Linked DNA regions of Mus musculus: regions 1, 3 and 4 are each linked to region 2. A link is a contact called in public Hi-C, Micro-C and promoter capture Hi-C data. All regions are on one chromosome and are shown on one strand. The core of a region is the stretch at or near the end of the contact, and the rest is flanking DNA. Distances in the headings are between cores, read along the strand shown. Region 1 holds the start of Smox (spermine oxidase). Region 2 holds the start of Cenpb (centromere protein B). Region 3 overlaps Gm30732. Region 4 holds the start of Slc4a11 (solute carrier family 4, sodium bicarbonate transporter-like, member 11).

Region 1 (3,800 bases), core at 1,039-3,538, 310 kb before region 2:
AGTCATAGAAGATACCACAAGCAAAGCCCCTGGGGTCAGGAAAAAGCTTAGGGTATTGAAGAGATAGAAGTGTCTGACAGGGAGAAAATAAGGTGTCAAGAGTCAAATAAGGCTAAGAGGTCACAGAGGGTCAACTAGGCCAAGGGAAAGCTCTAAGATTTTATTTGAGTGTAATAAGAAGCCATCGAGAAATAAAAGTATCTGATCAAAATGTTCTATGTTATTCTTGCTGCTCCGTTAAAAATAGATGCAAAGAAGGTAAGTGTGTGCACTGGGAGAAGGCTACTACAGTATTTAGGGACACTTAAAAGGTGACTGGGGTGGGGCAGTAGCCTGAGGCAAGGGTAATGGACCCTAGATGAACTCTGCAAAGTTCATCCTAGCACGGAGAATGGACCCTAGATGAACTCTGCAAAGGACCAAGAGGCCTTGTTCTAGGACTGGCTGTGAAGGGTGGGTGGAAAGGGGTCCGAGCTGCCTGTCCTAAGAGATAGATTATCAGCCACTCTCAGATGTCATGACCCAAGTATTGTCAATCCTGCCCCCGACATTGTCAGGATTCTGCTTTGTCCACATTAAGACATCAGAAGACCGGTAGGATCCAGCTAGGGCCAGAGACAAGATCTGCCACTGAAAATCATGAGCATGAAACCACTTAAGATCTTTGAGTTCTGGGCTGGAGAGATGGTTCATCGGTTAAGCACACTTGCTGCTCTTCCAGAGAACCAAGAGTTAAGTTCCCAGCACCCACCCACAAGACAGCTTACTTGTAATGCAGTTCCAGGGATCTGACAACCTCACACACATGCATGCAGGCAAAATACTAGTACACATAAAATAAGTCAAAAACAGAGATCTTTGTATTCATAAATTAATTTTTTAATCATAAGAAAGAATAAAAACAGGGGTAGAAAGTGAACAGAGGATGGCAAGAAGGGCAGTCAGGAGAGGAAATGCTGAGAACAGAGCCCTGGGGCCCTCAAGCATTTAACAGCAAAACTAAGGGGAAGGGGACAGGCTAGGGCAGGCTGGTAGAAGGGAGGAACTGGGGCACCCAGGGAAAGATACAACTCTAGGACAGAGCTTTCTAAAGACACTGCAAGGCAAGCAAAACCTGCTAGAGCGGCCCTGGATGGACTGCAGAAGGAAAGGGTGCCTGCTTCTTAGGGGCACTGCTTAAAGTCAGAACTTCCGAGGAGATCCTTGTGATGGGAATTGGGTGCCTGGCTGACGGGGGATGAGGTTCAAAGCCAAACAGGGAGACTGTGAAATGACGAGGGCGGACAAAGACTGTTCTCAAAACCTGCTGGGTAAGAAATGCCAGGGACATCTAAAGGGATGGTCACAGGGCCCAGGAGGAAGCGCGGCCCTTCAAGCCCTGTAATGCTCCTTCCTCTGTAAGAGGAAAGGGACAGAGGTAGCAGAACACAAATAAATGAGGGCCATTCAAACACTTTCTTGACCTTCTCTTTACCCCCAGCCTGGGTGACCTCCACTCAGCACCTGCTGTTTCCCCCACAAGCTCGGCCAAGTGGACCCCAGGCGGGACGGTGCTGTGCCACTATCAGTTGGCTCCTCCAACAACCTGTGGGCACGGCTCACGAAAGGGCCAGCCACGGCGCGGTTTGCTCAGGTGCAAGACCCAAAAGGTCCGCGCACCGCTCACCTGCTCCACAGCCGCGCCACCTCCAAGCCGGCGGCCGGCCTCGGCACCCCTTCCCGGCGAAGCGACTTGCTCCCTTCCCTTCGTCAGCCTGGCTCCGGCCAAGCCGGGCAGCCTGTGAGCCCCGGGGCAACCCGCGGGAGAGCGGCTCCCCACTCCTCCAGCTGTCCCAAGGAGACCGGCAGACGCCGGGCCGCCGCCGCCGCCGCCGCCGCCGCAAGCTGTGTTCCCTCCCCTCCACAGCGCACACCCTCCGGGCCGACCGAGTGCCTCGCCGGCTTTGTCTGCGCCGCCGCGCTGGGCGTCCGGAGGATGCGGCCCGGACCCCGGGGTCGCGGCCAGCCCGGGCAGCCTCTTCTGCCCACCGCCCGCCGCCGGCCTCCATCGGGAGCCCCTTGCCTACGAGGCTCGGTGGCTGTCCGAGCCCGGGTCGGGGAGGCCGCACGGTACCTTTCCTTGCGGAGCCCGGGAGCGTCTTCGCGAGCGGCCTCGGCCTCTCCGCCTCCCCTCCTCCGCAGCCACTGGGCTTCCTCCTGCAGCCGCCGCCGGGACCGTAGGGCCGAGCCAGCCGCCGGGGCCTGTGCGGGGGCCCCGCTCCGCCTCGCGTCCCCGGCCCACCCCGCCTGGGTGCTCCGCCCCGGGCCCGCCCACCGGGGGCGGGGAGCCCGAGGCCACCCAGCCTGGAGTTGCCCGCGGCACAGCCACCTGCACTCCCCTATCTCGCAAAAGGGACGCCTCACCCACCTATCCGCCCAGAAACAGAGCCAGCCCCGCGACGCCCCGCCCTGCAAAGCAGACGAGGTCTTCCGGCACTGTCAGAGCGCTGCGCCCACCTCAGTTTACCCAGACTCTGCCGCCCTTTTGAAAAGAAGAAAGGGCCCCTCTTGTCCTGGACTGTCTCTCGTCCTGCAGGTCTCAGGTGGGTGCCGGCGGGAACCAGGAACCTCAGGTGAAAGGAAAAGAATGCTCACATCCTCTCAGTACCCAGCCCATGTCCTGAAGTGGCCCTTTTTAAAAAGTGTATTTCCCTAGTAAAACCCTCAAACTTTTAATAAAAGCCAACGTTAATACTAGGTGGCACTTTTTCCTTTTTTCAAAAAAAAATTAATTGGTATCAATTATTTTTTAGCGGGCAATAGTGGCACATGCCTTTAATCTGGTGGTTCTCCAGCTTCCTAATGCTGACACACAGTTCCTCGTGTTGTAGTGACCCCCCAACCATAAAATTATTTCATTGCTACTTCGTAACTGTAATGTTGCTACTGTTATGAATTGAAACATAAATAAATATCTGACATGCGACCCCTATGAAAGGTCGTTGGAACCCTAAGGGATAGTAACCCACAGGTTTAGGACCACTGCGGAATCCCTCTAGAAGCAGGTGGATCTCTGAGTTCAAAGCCAGTCTGAACCACAGAGTAAGTGTAGGACAGCCAGAGTCAAACAGAGAAATCCTGTCTTGAACCACCCCCAACTCTCCCCCTCCACACACACACACAAAAGTAAGAAAATTATTTTTTATTCATCTCTGCACCTCCTAATCTGTTTTTTCGTATGTTTTGCTGGTACTACACCAGGTCAACACTTGGTCCGAGGGAATACAAGCCCCTGGTGGCCGCAGAGCCTCTACTCCGAACTGTGTCTCTGGAGGGGGCCCTCCCCTGATTTCAACCTGGAACCAGGCAATGCTGAGCACAGGTCGCTGTAGGTTCAGCCCGGAGAGATCCTGGATGTGGATCACATGCTCGTGATCCCAGCCTCAGAAGGCCATGTGGGGGGGGGGGGGGTACAGAGTTCAAGGCTAGCCTTGGCTACATACCAACTTCAAGGCCAGGCTGAGCCACACAGTGAAAGCCTGCCTCAAAGAAGCAAGAAGTAGAGATGTGGCTCAACAGCAGAACACACTTCTCAACATAGACAAGGCTCTGGGGCCAATCCCCAAAACTGAATTATATATATAATTCATATATATATATATATATATATATATATATATATGGCCTGGAAAGAGGTAGCCCTGCAAAAGTGGCTCTGATGGTCCCAGCCAAAGGGAACCAACCACCTAGGAGCCAATTTGGGTAGGGGACAAATGAATTTCTGGTGAAGTTTCTTCTTGTCAGAAAGGCTCTAGTCCTTC
Region 2 (4,145 bases), core at 628-3,127:
TTTAAAACATGGCAACCTATCAAAACCCTCACCAAAGGGCTCAAGGGTCTATGCAGAAAAGAAGGTAAAATGATGTTTAAGAGACAGAAGTGAGGGCTGGAGAGATGGCTCAGTGGTTAAGAGCACTGACTGCTCTTCCAGAGGTCCTGAGTTCTATTCTCAGAAACCGTATGGTGGCTCATAACCATCTGTAATGGGATCTGATGCCCTCTTCTGGTGTGTCTGAAGACAGCTATAGTGTACTCATATACATAAAATAAATCTTGGAAAAAAAAAAAAGAGCCAGAGGTGAGAGATGATTCCACAGAAATAGTGACTTCCACACACAACAGGATTGATACACATATGAACTCACAGTATGCACATGGCCTGCACAGGTTCAAGGCAGACCAGGTCCCAGCACTGAAAGGGAAAGTGGACAAAGTGTCCCATACCAAACCAAGATGCTCTCTGCAACTGATACCCACTGGCAAAGGGACAATCAGGGTTTTTTTCCCCATGGAATGTCAGAGTATATCAACCACACTCAAGGGCAGATCCACGCCCAGGTGTAGTTGGTCAACACAAAATGAACTCAATGGTATTTTTGTAGACTTTTTTGGGTATTTGTTTGTTTGTTTGTTTGTTTTACTGGTCTTTTGCTTGTTTGTTTTGAGTTTTGTCTTTGTAGAGTTCTCTCTCTCTCTCTCTCTCTCTCTCTCTCTCTCTCGTTTCTTGGGTTGTCTGGTATGGTGGTACATGCTTTAGTCCCAACACTGGGGAGGCAAAAGCAGGAGAATCTCCATGAGTTTCAGACCATAACAGGTCAATACAGAGTTCCAGGTCAGCCAAGGCTATATAATGAGACTCTGCTCAAACAAAACGAAAACAGGCAAGCAAAACACTGCACTGTGCGCACTGCCTCAAGGGTTCATCACTTTCGTGTTTGGTCCTGCAGGAGGAGGTTTTAAGATTTATTTGTACAGATGTTTATGTACATACGCATTTTTGTAGTTTTAGATATGGCTACTTGCATGGGGAGGGGGGAACCAATAACACCCAGATGTTAATAGTGTTTATGGATTTGAATTACTAGATCTTGTTTATTTTTGTTTTTCAAGAAAGTGGTATTCTGCATAACAAACAGCCCTGGAGACCAGGCTTGGCTCAACCTCCACCTACCTCTGTCTCCCTCATGCTGGGATTAAGGCATGCGCCATCACAAAAATTGCTAGAATTTTTAAAATGTCATTAACACCATCAAGTGGATTTAAATGCTATGTTGTCTTTACAATAACATAACTGCGTAACCATAGATTGGCTCTTTCACATTTGGAAGAGTATACACCATTAAAGTTCATGTTAGGTGTCTGAGAAAAAGGCGCAGCACTTAAAGTGCACAGGCTGCTCTCAAGAGGTTTGGATCCCAGCACCCATGTTGCAATTCATAATTACCTGCAATCCTACTCCTGTCTGAAGCCCTCTTCTGGTCTGCTTGGGCATCTGCATGCAGGAGCGCCTACACACAGGCAGACATTCACATGCATAAAGACAATTATTTAAAAAGAAGCATACAGACAATTGCATTTACACGTAGCAAAAAATCCTAATCGCTTGACGCCAACCAATTAAAACGCAGTCTAAGCAGCCTGATGCCAGCTAGCCGCCTCTGGAGGAAAGAGCAGACCGGAGAGCACCAAAAGGTCCCTGCGCATCTGTCCAGGTGCCTAAGTGCGTTTTGTCTCTGCCGATGACCTTTCCCGCGCGTGGCCGAGGCGCACAGTCCGGGCCTCAGCGCCCCCGGCGGCGGGTCCGGGCAGCGGCGCGGGGTCCGGGAGGCGGCGCCCAGCGTCCCCCCGCTTCCCGCGAGATCCCGCGCGCGCTCCGCCCCGCGCCGCGCCGCGCTCCCCGCTGGGCACGTCCTGCCGCCCGCGCCGCTCGCCACCGCCCGCCGCCGCCCCGCGAGCCGCTTTGTCTCGGGCGGGGCGCGCGGAGAGGCCACCAGGTGCCCCCCCCGCCGCGGGCCCGGGCCCCCCGCCCCGGGGCGGCGACGGCGGTGCCGGGCCCCGGGGCGGAGGGCGCGCCGGGATGGGCCCCAAGCGGCGGCAGCTGACGTTCCGGGAGAAGTCGCGGATCATCCAGGAGGTGGAGGAGAACCCGGACCTACGCAAGGGCGAGATCGCGCGGCGCTTCAACATCCCGCCGTCCACGCTGAGCACCATCCTGAAGAACAAGCGCGCCATCCTGGCGTCGGAGCGCAAGTACGGAGTGGCCTCCACCTGCCGCAAGACCAACAAGCTGTCCCCGTACGACAAGCTGGAGGGGCTTCTCATCGCTTGGTTCCAGCAGATCCGCGCCGCCGGGCTGCCGGTCAAGGGCATCATCCTGAAAGAGAAGGCGCTGCGGATAGCGGAGGAGCTGGGCATGGACGACTTCACTGCTTCCAACGGCTGGCTGGATCGCTTCCGCAGGCGCCACGGTGTAGTGGCCTGCAGCGGCGTGACCCGTTCTCGGGCGCGAAGCTCTGCCCCTCGGGCCCCAGCGGCACCTGCCGGCCCAGCCACGGTGCCCTCCGAGGGCAGCGGTGGGAGCACACCCGGCTGGCACACGAGGGAGGAGCAGCCGCCGTCGGTAGCTGAGGGCTACGCCTCGCAGGACGTGTTCAGCGCCACCGAGACCAGCCTGTGGTACGACTTTCTGTCGGACCAGGCCTCAGGGCTCTGGGGAGGTGATGGACCGGCGCGCCAGGCCACCCAGCGCCTTAGCGTTTTGCTGTGCGCCAACGCCGATGGCAGCGAGAAGCTTCCCCCACTGGTCGCAGGCAAATCTGCCAAGCCCCGTGCAGGGCAAGGTGGTCTGCCCTGCGACTACACTGCCAACTCGAAGGGTGGAGTCACCACCCAGGCTCTGGCTAAGTACTTGAAAGCTCTGGACACTCGAATGGCAGCAGAATCTCGTCGGGTCCTTCTGCTGGCCGGCCGTCTGGCTGCCCAGTCCTTGGACACCTCGGGCCTGCGGCACGTGCAGCTGGCCTTCTTCCCTCCTGGCACCGTGCATCCTTTGGAGCGAGGAGTGGTCCAACAGGTGAAGGGCCACTACCGCCAGGCGATGTTGCTCAAGGCCATGGCAGCACTCGAGGGCCAGGATCCCTCAGGCTTGCAACTGGGCCTTGTGGAGGCCCTGCACTTTGTGGCTGCAGCCTGGCAGGCAGTGGAGCCCTCGGACATAGCAACTTGCTTTCGTGAGGCGGGTTTTGGAGGTGGCCTTAATGCCACTATCACCACTTCCTTCAAGAGTGAGGGAGAGGAAGAGGAGGAAGAGGAGGAGGAAGAAGAGGAGGAGGAGGAAGAGGAGGGTGAAGGGGAAGAGGAGGAGGAAGAGGAAGAAGAAGGGGAGGAGGAAGGAGGGGAAGGAGAGGAGGAAGGAGAGGAAGAGGTAGAAGAGGAAGGTGAGGTTGATGATAGTGATGAAGAGGAGGAAGAAAGTTCCTCTGAGGGTTTAGAGGCTGAAGACTGGGCCCAGGGAGTAGTGGAAGCCAGTGGTGGTTTTGGGGGTTATAGTGTCCAGGAAGAGGCCCAGTTCCCCACTCTCCATTTCCTGGAAGGAGGAGAGGACTCTGACTCAGACAGTGATGAAGAGGAGGACGATGAAGAGGAGGATGAGGAGGATGAAGATGAGGAGGATGATGAGGATGGTGATGAGGTCCCTGTGCCCAGCTTTGGGGAGGCCATGGCTTACTTTGCCATGGTCAAGAGGTACCTGACCTCCTTCCCCATCGATGACCGAGTGCAGAGTCACATCCTTCATTTGGAACACGATCTGGTCCACGTGACTAGGAAGAACCATGCCAGGCAGGCGGGAGTTCGGGGTCTTGGACATCAAAGCTGAGCTGCTGGACATAGCTGTACCCCAGCCCAGATGGGCTGCTCCTGCCCAAGGCAGAGAACTCTGGGCAGCTGCTGGAGATGGCTGGAGAAGCCCAGGGCTTTCAGCAACGCTTCGCCAGGTTCCAGGCTCCAGGCTCTGAGACAGGCCCAGGGGCTGAGGTCCCCCTCACTGCTGTTGCCTCTTTCTCAGAATCCTCTTTCCTCCCCATTAGTCCCTGGGCTCAGGGCACTGGATGGGTGGGGAGCTGTCCGGTGCTACCACACCATGCCATCAGTGGG
Region 3 (4,221 bases), core at 155-2,654, 350 kb before region 2:
TCACACAGTCTCTCCCTCCTTCCTTGTATGTGCCCCCCCCAGGTCCCTCTCTCCCCTCCTCCCTCCCTCTCACCCTTCCTTTTGCCTCACTCTCCCTCCCTCACTCCTTGCCCCTCACCCCCTCTCTCCCCTCCTTCCCTCCCTCAGTCTCCCTTTTGCATCTTCCCTCTCTCTCTCTTTCCCTCTTTCCCTCCCTCTCCACCTCCCTCCCTCCCTGTCACTCTTCTTCCTTCTCTCTCTCTCTCCAAACACATCCTGTCATATGTCTCACCAGAGGCCCAAAGCAGTGCATCTGCAGGGCCCTTAACTGAAACACCCTGGACTGGAAGTCAGAGTGAACCTTTCCACTTTATGAGCCAATTTTCTCAGGTATTCTGCCACAGTAGCGGAAAGCTGCCAAACGCATTAACCTTACAAAAGTGTTCCTGGCAGTCAGCAGGCTGTTAAGGGCAACGGCTCACAGTCTCGGCGATTCCTCCAGGTCACTGTTTTAGGTAACTAGTAAAGTCGAGTTTGGCAAATCAATGTCTAATAATTAGTCTTTTCTACATGACTCTACTTCAAAACCACTACAAACCGCACATACAATACACAGATCATGCATGTTGTTCTTTAAAGTTTTGAACTTCAAGAAACAAAAGTGTTTTTTGTGCCTCTCTCAGTCATTAATCTTACCAGTTATTAGATATTGATTTATCTGATGGCTTTCTTAGAGCACTGCATGTACTGTGTGTCTGCCAAGCATGGCTTCACCTGTTACCTGGAACAGAGTGACCTGGAGGAAAAGCTGAGATGATGAGCCGTTGCCCCAAACCCTTCTGTAAAAGCTTGCTTGCTTGCCAGTCTGACTTGTATTTTAGAATATAAAATGAGAACGCAAACTGAGCCTGGCATCAAAACCTTTCAGGATTTGTCCTGGCTTTGGTCCATCAGTGGCGGCTCATCTCTTCCACTCACTGGTGTCAGAGTGCTTATTCCAGAAAGATTCCCCCGCCCCGGATGCTCAGATGTCCGAACTGGGGCCCCAGGTGGTGGTGCTGTTTGGGGAGGTCAGGATGCTGCACCCTGCTGGAGGATGTACGTCACTTCAGGCAGCTCTGAGCGGTTCCAGTTCCCTCTCCACTTCTGCTTGTGGTTGAAGATGTGCACATCAGCTCCCTTCTCCAGCAGCTTGCCTGCTGCTGCCACACCTCCTCGATGAGGTGGTGATGAGCTCGTCCCCATGGGTCTATAAGCCAAAATAAACCCTCCTGTAAGTTGCTGTTGGTCATGGTGTTTTATCCCAGCAACAGAAAATAACTAACACACAAACAACTACATTCCAGTAAATACGTTTAGTTTTTATATAAGTTATGTATGAAAGGCTCGTGTTATCCCCATGGTGTAGCCAGATCTAACCGGCCACAATAAGTAAACGCAATGCTGTTCCTCACAGCTGTGTCACTTCCATCAACCCAGAGCCACACCGTGTGGGGGGCTCTGACACCAGATTGAAGAGTAAATTGAAATCACACTTCTGATATTATTCATTGTTCAGTGTTTATTAAACGGGGTCCAGTGACCGCTTGCTTGGTTCATTCTCAGGAATTCAGAAAAGCTCAGAGAATACAAATCCTCTCAATGCAGCAAGTGCTGTGTTCCCATATGGCCAGAAGGTGGTGCTAGAGGTCATGGTCATGGTTCGTGGCTTGTCCTTTCTTCCAGAGAACTTCTGCCTCTCCAGGCCTGCCTTGTGAGAAGGAGAACCCATTTGACCCTTGTGTATCTTTGCAGTTGGAAAAATCTCCACCACTAACTGCTGGTGTGAGCACGGTGGAACTGAGACAGTACCAGCGCAGACAGCAGCATGTGACACTTCCCTGTGAAGAGGAGCAAAGAGCAATGACAGAAGCAAACAGGCAGCTGGAAAGTCGGGATAAAGGTCCCTGCCTTAGAGGGTGGGGATTACAGGTCACCAAAGCAGAGTAGGGGTCAACCTTGTGTCCCGAGGGAATTCCCACAGGAGGCTAGAGAGCTGTCTGTATGGGTGAGAAGTGACTTACTTAGATTTTATGTGTCTATGAGGCAGAAGACAGCAAAGAAAAATAGAGTTGTGGGCAGGAGAGGAGTGTCAGGAACCTAAAGGGAGACCCAAGAGGGCTGCCACCAACACTAAGGGCGCGTCTCCAGGCTCACACCCTTGCATGGTGTCTTCCTTCCCTTACCATTCTGTAAACCTTTTCCATTAACCTGTCTCTACACTGGGTACTATTTTGGATGCACCGGATACGTAGCAGTGAACAGGGAACTTCCATAGTCATGAGATGGAAGGACAGGCATCTGCATAAACACCAAGTAGCAAAGGGGAGGAAAGAAAGGCCGTGAAGAAAGGGGGCACAGAATGGGGTAGACGGGGTAACTGTGGAAAAGGACAGTATGCCCAGAAAAGTATCTGATTAGAACCCTGACAAAAAAGAGCAGCCAGGTCCTAGGGGAAGACAGAGAGGAAGCAGGGGGACCTTAGAACTTCTCACAGGATGACTGAGAGCAACGCCTTGCTTCTCCAGTGTGAGGGCTGTCCCTGGAAACCAAGGAGGCTGCATTGGCCCTGTGGAGGAGGTTATAGAGGAACACCACCTGGGAGGCTGCCTCCGCCACTCAAGGCAGAGATGCAGGTACAGTGGGGTATCTCAAAGGATGCGATTCAGAATGCGTAAGAGGAGTCGATGAGACTCGCCTATGGGAAAGCAGATGATAGGGAGTGGATAGTGACCTGAGTGTTCTGAAGCCAAAGAATGGTGGTGCCACATGCTCAGACGAAGAAGATGAAGTTGGACTGGACTGTGAGCGGTGGGAGGGAAAGCCCTGCTTTGTCTGTGGAAAGATGGCGTAGGCGGCACTGTATGGTCTGTGTGGTGTGCTCCTCTGCTTTATCCTGGTCAGTGGGCACAGCCCTTCTCCTCCAGACGAGCCTGCTGGTATGGCTTGGCTCATGACAGAATTATGCTGACTAGTTTTAGGAGAACAAGAAACAATAGAGAGACCAAGTGAAATGATACGCAAAGCCAAGATCCCAATGCCAGGGACACGGCCTTGGGCTGGGGTATACAGATGGCTGTGTAATCCCACATGGCCCCACATTTTGGGGTAGGAGTAATGGTAGACATAAGACAAAAAGAAGTAGAGGGTGAAGTGGAGTGAACCCCAAATCCAACAGGCCCAAATCACATGTGCACTGAATCTGTAAAATAAACTGCCTAATAGCTCGTTCGCATCCCATGAGAGCAGGTTTGGGGTGTTCTTTATTATTAGCAACACTAGACTAAAGGGACACAGTAATGTCCCTCTAGCCACTAGCTCTGCTTTAGGGGATGGAAAGGGGCAGTGGCCAACCCTTTTGCCTACTATTAAATATACAAGCATGGGGTTATCATGGTTACCCTTAGCAGGACACTGCCTGCCTGTTGCCCAATACAAATGAGAGATGGGCTCAATAAACAGGCTGACCCAGAGAAAACCCGGCCTTCTGCCACTCTGCCATTAAGTTGAAAAGACCATTAATTAGACAAGCAGCTAGCTTGCTTATACCACACCTAGGAACTTCCCTTCTTCCCATCCCAACTAGCCCAAGCAAACTGCACAGTTACTGCCACAGTATGTAGCTAAACTGTGTTCCTCAGAGGCCAACATGTAAGGACCTGGTCTGCGGCACTGTGGAGACACGATGGAACCTCTAAGAGGCAGGGCCTTATGGGAGGGATCCAGATCACTGCAGGCTTCCACAAAGCCACAGCTGAAAACCTCAACCTGGAGTCCTCAGTCCCTATGACACAAGACACCATGCGACTAAGTGTACAGACTCTGGGACATTACAGACTGCAGGAAATAACTTCTCTGCAAGTGAACTTCTGCACAATGGAAATGATATGGCTGTAATGGGGGTGTGGGGGCAGTAATGGGGGTGTGGGGGCAGTAATGGGGGTGTGAGGGGAGTAATGGAGGTATAAGGGCAGTTGACAGAAGTGTCACACACAGAAAGGGCCCAGATGCCAGCCACATCTGCTTTCAGAAACTCAGCATGTGGGAAACACCCCACATTCCTGTTAGAAGTAGTGTTTCCTTCTGAAGGCCTTTTGTCTTCCTTGTCCATCCACCACAGATCAGCTTTGAGGACCATGTCAGCTCTCTCTCCAGAGCTGCCCCTGCCCCGTCTTCATCTGCATCTCCCAAGAGTCCCTTGGC
Region 4 (4,216 bases), core at 210-2,709, 480 kb after region 2:
GGTGGGGTCCCTAGCCTGCCTGCTCATGTCATCACCCAATGTAGCAAAGGCAGGAGAAGGGCTTCAGTGTCGGTTTGCCCTTTCAGCCTCTGGCCTGCACAGCACAGGGCGGGTGGGAAAACGAAGGAAACCATTCCTTAAACACTGCCAAAAGGGCTGAAGGGGGAAAGGTCACACTTCGGTCCTCTGAGACAGTGGTGCAGGAGTCTACAGACTGGGGTGGGGGTGGGAGTGGGTACTCCTGGCTCCTTTCTCCTCCTAATAAGGAGAGGTTGGGGAAATTGTTCCTTAAGTCTCCAGAGATTTTCTGGAACTGGAAGGGTTTGGACCAACCAAGTATTGGGGTGCTGCTAGGAAGCTATGCAAAAGACATAACATGAGAGACTGGGGTGGAAGAGGGATCCCGACCCTGAGTCAGCCATTCTGCCAGGCTCTTCAGCTTTCCTGAACCCCCACCCTGCAACACCACCAGCCTGGATAGAGCTAGGAGTCTTTTTTTTGGGGGGAAGGGGAGTGTTCGAGACAGGGTTTCTCTGTGTAGCCCTGGCTGTCCTGGAACTCACTTTGTAGACCAGGCTGGCCTCAAACTCAAAAAATCCATCTGCCTCTGCCTCCCAAGTGTTGGGATTAAAGGCGTGCGCCACAACTGCCGGGTTTAGGGCTAGGATTCTAAGGAGAAGATACTGAGAGGAGTTCCTAAGAGCTAAGTGAACAACATGGCATGTAGCCTCCTCCCAGGGCCTGCTTACCCCAACAAAGGCAGCGTGCGGCTATCCCTGAGTCATCACGGTTCTTAGAGATGGGAGGGATCCTGGAATAACGAGCGCGCGCGTCTGTGTGTGTGTGTGTGTGTGTGTGTGTGTGTGTGTGTGTAGGGGAGACTTCAGGACCCTCCGTACCTTCAATCCGAATGCCAACTTGGCTCACCATGCCTATTTATATGCAAATTCCCGCAACACTCCAAATGCCTTTCCAACTCACCCACCCCCTAACACGCTTGAGCAACAGTGAAAGGAACTGTGTGGAAGCTATCACGGAGTGGGAAGGAGTGGCTGGAGAATAGTACTTTACTTAAGTGTGTGCCCCAGGGACAATAGGAAGCTCAAGGTCTGTAGAATCACTGGGAAGCCACCGAAGGTTGGGTTGGGGTTAAGGAAAGAGGTGCTCAACGCACTTATCAGAACTCACCGCAAGCCGCTCTCCAGAGACCCGGCCACTTCCTAACCTGGGAGAGGGATGCGGAACCGAGAGCGGGCGCCAGCGGGTGAACACGCGGGAGCGTGGGCGGCTTAGGGCGCTAGCCCACGGGCAAGTGCAGAAAGCGGCGTAGGCGGGGGTTGGGGACCGCCCTGGCGGTCGGGGGCGTGGCGAGGGCAAAGGGGCGCGGCAAGGGAGGGTTGGGGGCGATTCGGCAGCCCGAGGGTGTGGCAGTCAGTGGCGTACAGCTAAGGTGGGGGCGGAGTTCCTCCAAGCTTTTAAAACAGGCGCGCCCCTTCCCTCCGGGCTCCAGTGAGTGTCCCTGCACTGCTCTGAAACTTCGTAGTCCCTCCCAGGCCGGCACCCCACGACTCTCAGGCCTGCGCACGCGAGCCGCCGAGGATCCAGAACAGACCTCGCGGGTGAGGGCGCGACTTTGGCTGGAAGCAGCCTCACGCCGCACGGTTAGGAGCGCGGCGCGGCTCGCAGGAGTGTCGCCGGCTCCAGCTGCGAGCCGGCCCAGAACCACGGAGTCCTGATTGAGAAGCCCGGGCCATGGCCACGCCAGGCGTGTATGCCAGCGCCGGCCTCTCAGGCCTGGGTGGGCGAGAGGCTGTGCCGGCTTTGCGCCTCCGGAGGGGTTCGACCAAAAGAGTTCCGAATGTCAGTGCGCGCGCGCGGGGCAAGGGGCGGCCTGGGACACCGTGGGCATCCTGTCCGTGTTTGTTCTGCGTTCGCGGTCTTGACACACACACCCTCAGCAACTGAAGGAAAGATGTAACGTAGCCGGCGGAGGGGAGGGTTGGGAGCTCCGAAATGGGCAGGGTGGCGCTTTGGTGTCCTCAGCACCGGATTGCGTTCCGCCGCCTAGAGTTACGATTCATCAGAGCTGGGTGTATCCGGCCACTCACCTGCACGTGGGTGTGGTCTGTTCCCCTTAGCTACCGCCCCAAGTGCCTCCAAATCCTGCCCATCTACTCACTCTCAGTGGCTGCAAACATGGACTACATCTTTTTCTCGTACAGGCCCATCCTCCCGTGCGTCCTTCTTTGCACAAACATCTCGGATAGTACCTCCAATCTCTGTGTACTGCACACCCACTCTACCCCTTCTTTCCGGCATCGCAGGACACGGTACAACCCTGGGATAGAGGCAGTTGCTGGGTCGGTCCCCTGGGTGACCCCTAGGCCATTGAAGAGATGGGAAGAACTGCGTCTGAGATGGGCATGTGTGGCCCTTGGCAACCAGGGCAGATCTGAGGAGAGGCTCACCCCCACCTCAAAGTGCTGGGCGAGGCTGGGCTGGATCCAGGGAGGAGGCGATTTCCAGTTGTCTTCCTCCAGAACTGGATGGGGCTCAGTCAGAGACGCTTGGATTAATGAGCCGAGTACTGATGATAATTTAGTGATGACATGACCTGAGGAAGTACTCTTCACTTCCCTGGCACGCATAGGAAGTCCATACTAGGCAGACTAAGGGATTTAATACCTTACAGTAAGGATGGTCATCCCAGACACTGCAGGCTCCCCTACATAGTACTTTGACCCCCACCTCTCTCATGCAAGTGGGCTTGCATGTGTTCCTAGGAAGGATGAGGAATCATCAGGCATGGGGTGAACTAAGGCTGTCCAGGGCTGGTCCACAGGATTGGTGACTATTCTTTGGCTTCTTTTGTAGAAAACTGTCCTTGGGCCATGTCACAGAATGAACACTGTCAGGACTCCGGTGAATACTTCTCAGGTGTGTATCTAGAAAATCTGGGGAACTCAGCCTGTGTACCCATCAATGAACCCCAGGCAGAGCCACTTGTCCATAGCCCATTGCTGGGGTGGTTAGCTCCCACCTGTCCGAAGGCCGTGTGGCTTGCTGAGTAGGCAGCTGATGAGACTGGCCAAAGGCAAGCAACCAGGGGTGCGGAGGTCTTGGGAGGGCAGATTAGGCTACCAGTGCCGCTTACAGTTTTCTCCTGTGGCTCAGTATTCCCGGGCCCTTCATATCTGGCCAGCTTAGGCCACATGCTATACTATGCCTTGTCCTGTTGGGCCTCATGTGGTCCTGGAGAGAGAGGCTGCAATTGTCCCTGCTTCAACTGGCTAGCTCCTTCTCTGCATTTGGCTCTATGCTGCTTATCTGTCTACCCTTTGTTTCTTTGTTTTGTCTCATTTGATTTTGTTTGAGAAAAAGAAAAAAGAAATCCTCATGTAGCCTGGGCTGGCCTAAAACTCCCCATGTAGCCAAATAAGAACTTGAATTTCCAATTATATCCAAATATTAAGATTACAAGCTTGTACCACCAAACCAGGTTTACAGGGTACTGGGGCGTGAACTCTGGGTTTCATGCAGGTTAGGCACATATTCTACACATCGAGCTGCATCCCTAGCCTTCCCATGTTGTTTAGTAGCATGCATTTAGGCATCACGGTGATGTGTTTTTACCCAGATCTCCTGGGTGGGAGTGCTCTTTGAGTCAGGCTGGAAGCTGGCAGGTTAGATTTATGTCTGTGCTACTTGGAATGGCATGGCAGGAGACCTAAGAGGTCTGAGAGTCAAGGCTAAGAAAAGGAAGAGAATGATGCATCAGGCTAGGAGCAGTAGCAGAAGCGAGACTGAGCCTGGCTGCTGGAGGAGCCATGTGGATTTACTTAATAATTTCAGCAGGGTGTCGGGGGTGGTGGCACACGCCTTTAATCCCAGCACTTGGGAGGCAGAGGCAAGTGGATTTCTGAGTTTGAGGACAGCCTGGTCTACAGAGTAAGTTCCAGGACAGCCAGGGCTATACAGAGAAACCCTGTCTCAAAAAACCAAAAAAACAAACAAACAAACAAACAAACAAACAAACAAAAAAATAATTTGGGCAGGATCTCACGTAGCCTAGGCTAGCTTCTCGATCACTAGGTAGCTAAGGATAACGTTGAGCATCTGAACCTCTTGCCTACTCAACAAGCCAATGCTACCTGGCTCCCCTCCCAGCCCAAGTCATTTTAAATAAGGTAGGCCCACGTTAAGGAGGGTGGCTGCC

Evidence for each region. Promoter capture Hi-C pulls out the DNA fragments that hold promoters and counts their contacts. A called contact is a pair of places that touch in the nucleus more often than the background predicts.
Region 1: a promoter capture Hi-C map of hematopoietic stem and progenitor cells shows a contact between it and region 2. The contact joins the promoter of Smox here to the promoter of Cenpb in region 2. A contact is called at or near these places in 10 of 39 promoter capture datasets (the C10 cell line, the HPC-7 cell line, cranial neural crest and 7 more), 2 of 484 Hi-C or Micro-C datasets (hematopoietic stem and progenitor cells and liver), 11 of 115 datasets of contacts at active chromatin or transcription factors (SST interneurons, astrocytes, bone marrow-derived macrophages and 8 more) and 2 of 9 other capture datasets (liver and macrophages).
Region 3: a Hi-C map of stem cell-derived neural stem cells shows a contact between it and region 2, with 3 times the contacts expected there. The contact joins the enhancer-like site here to the promoter of Cenpb in region 2. A contact is called at or near these places in 6 of 39 promoter capture datasets (cranial neural crest, embryonic stem cells, liver and 1 more), 7 of 484 Hi-C or Micro-C datasets (bone marrow-derived macrophages, brown adipocytes, cortical neurons and 3 more), 5 of 115 datasets of contacts at active chromatin or transcription factors (astrocytes, embryonic forebrain, embryonic stem cells and 2 more) and 2 of 9 other capture datasets (liver and macrophages).
Region 4: a Micro-C map of embryonic stem cells shows a contact between it and region 2, with 2.7 times the contacts expected there. The contact joins the promoter of Slc4a11 here to the promoter of Cenpb in region 2. A contact is called at or near these places in 1 of 39 promoter capture datasets (cranial neural crest), 2 of 484 Hi-C or Micro-C datasets (both in embryonic stem cells) and 2 of 115 datasets of contacts at active chromatin or transcription factors (both in embryonic stem cells).

The regions. Positions count from the first base shown.
Region 1 is chr2:131,490,350-131,494,149 of GRCm38.p6, reverse strand. It overlaps Smox (spermine oxidase), which reads right to left and starts at 2,288. Exons shown (of 7, transcript NM_145533.2): 1 at 2,114-2,288. It overlaps Gm30679, which reads left to right and starts at 1,874. Exons shown (of 2, transcript XM_030252306.1): 1 at 1,874-2,582. The coding sequence starts at 1,976.
Region 2 is chr2:131,177,799-131,181,943 of GRCm38.p6, reverse strand. It overlaps Cenpb (centromere protein B), which reads left to right and starts at 1,877. Exons shown (of 1, transcript NM_007682.3): 1 at 1,877-4,145. The coding sequence starts at 2,068. The coding sequence ends at 3,867.
Region 3 is chr2:131,527,649-131,531,869 of GRCm38.p6, reverse strand. Gm30732 reads right to left here. Exons shown (of 2, transcript XM_017319385.2): 1 at 2,753-4,221; 2 at 1,526-1,859. The coding sequence starts at 3,402. The coding sequence ends at 1,589. Among named protein-coding and RNA genes, the nearest start is that of Gm30732, 3.8 kb to the right of the region's middle. Within about 2 kb of position 1,404, at least 27 of the 459 cell types and tissues checked have an H3K27ac peak or open chromatin away from gene starts, as enhancers often do. A contact at or near this core is called in bone marrow-derived macrophages, brown adipocytes and stem cell-derived neural stem cells, where this site is marked.
Region 4 is chr2:130,694,762-130,698,977 of GRCm38.p6, reverse strand. It overlaps Slc4a11 (solute carrier family 4, sodium bicarbonate transporter-like, member 11), which reads left to right and starts at 1,459. Exons shown (of 21, transcript NM_001081162.1): 1 at 1,459-1,619; 2 at 2,223-2,330; 3 at 2,875-2,937. The coding sequence starts at 2,892.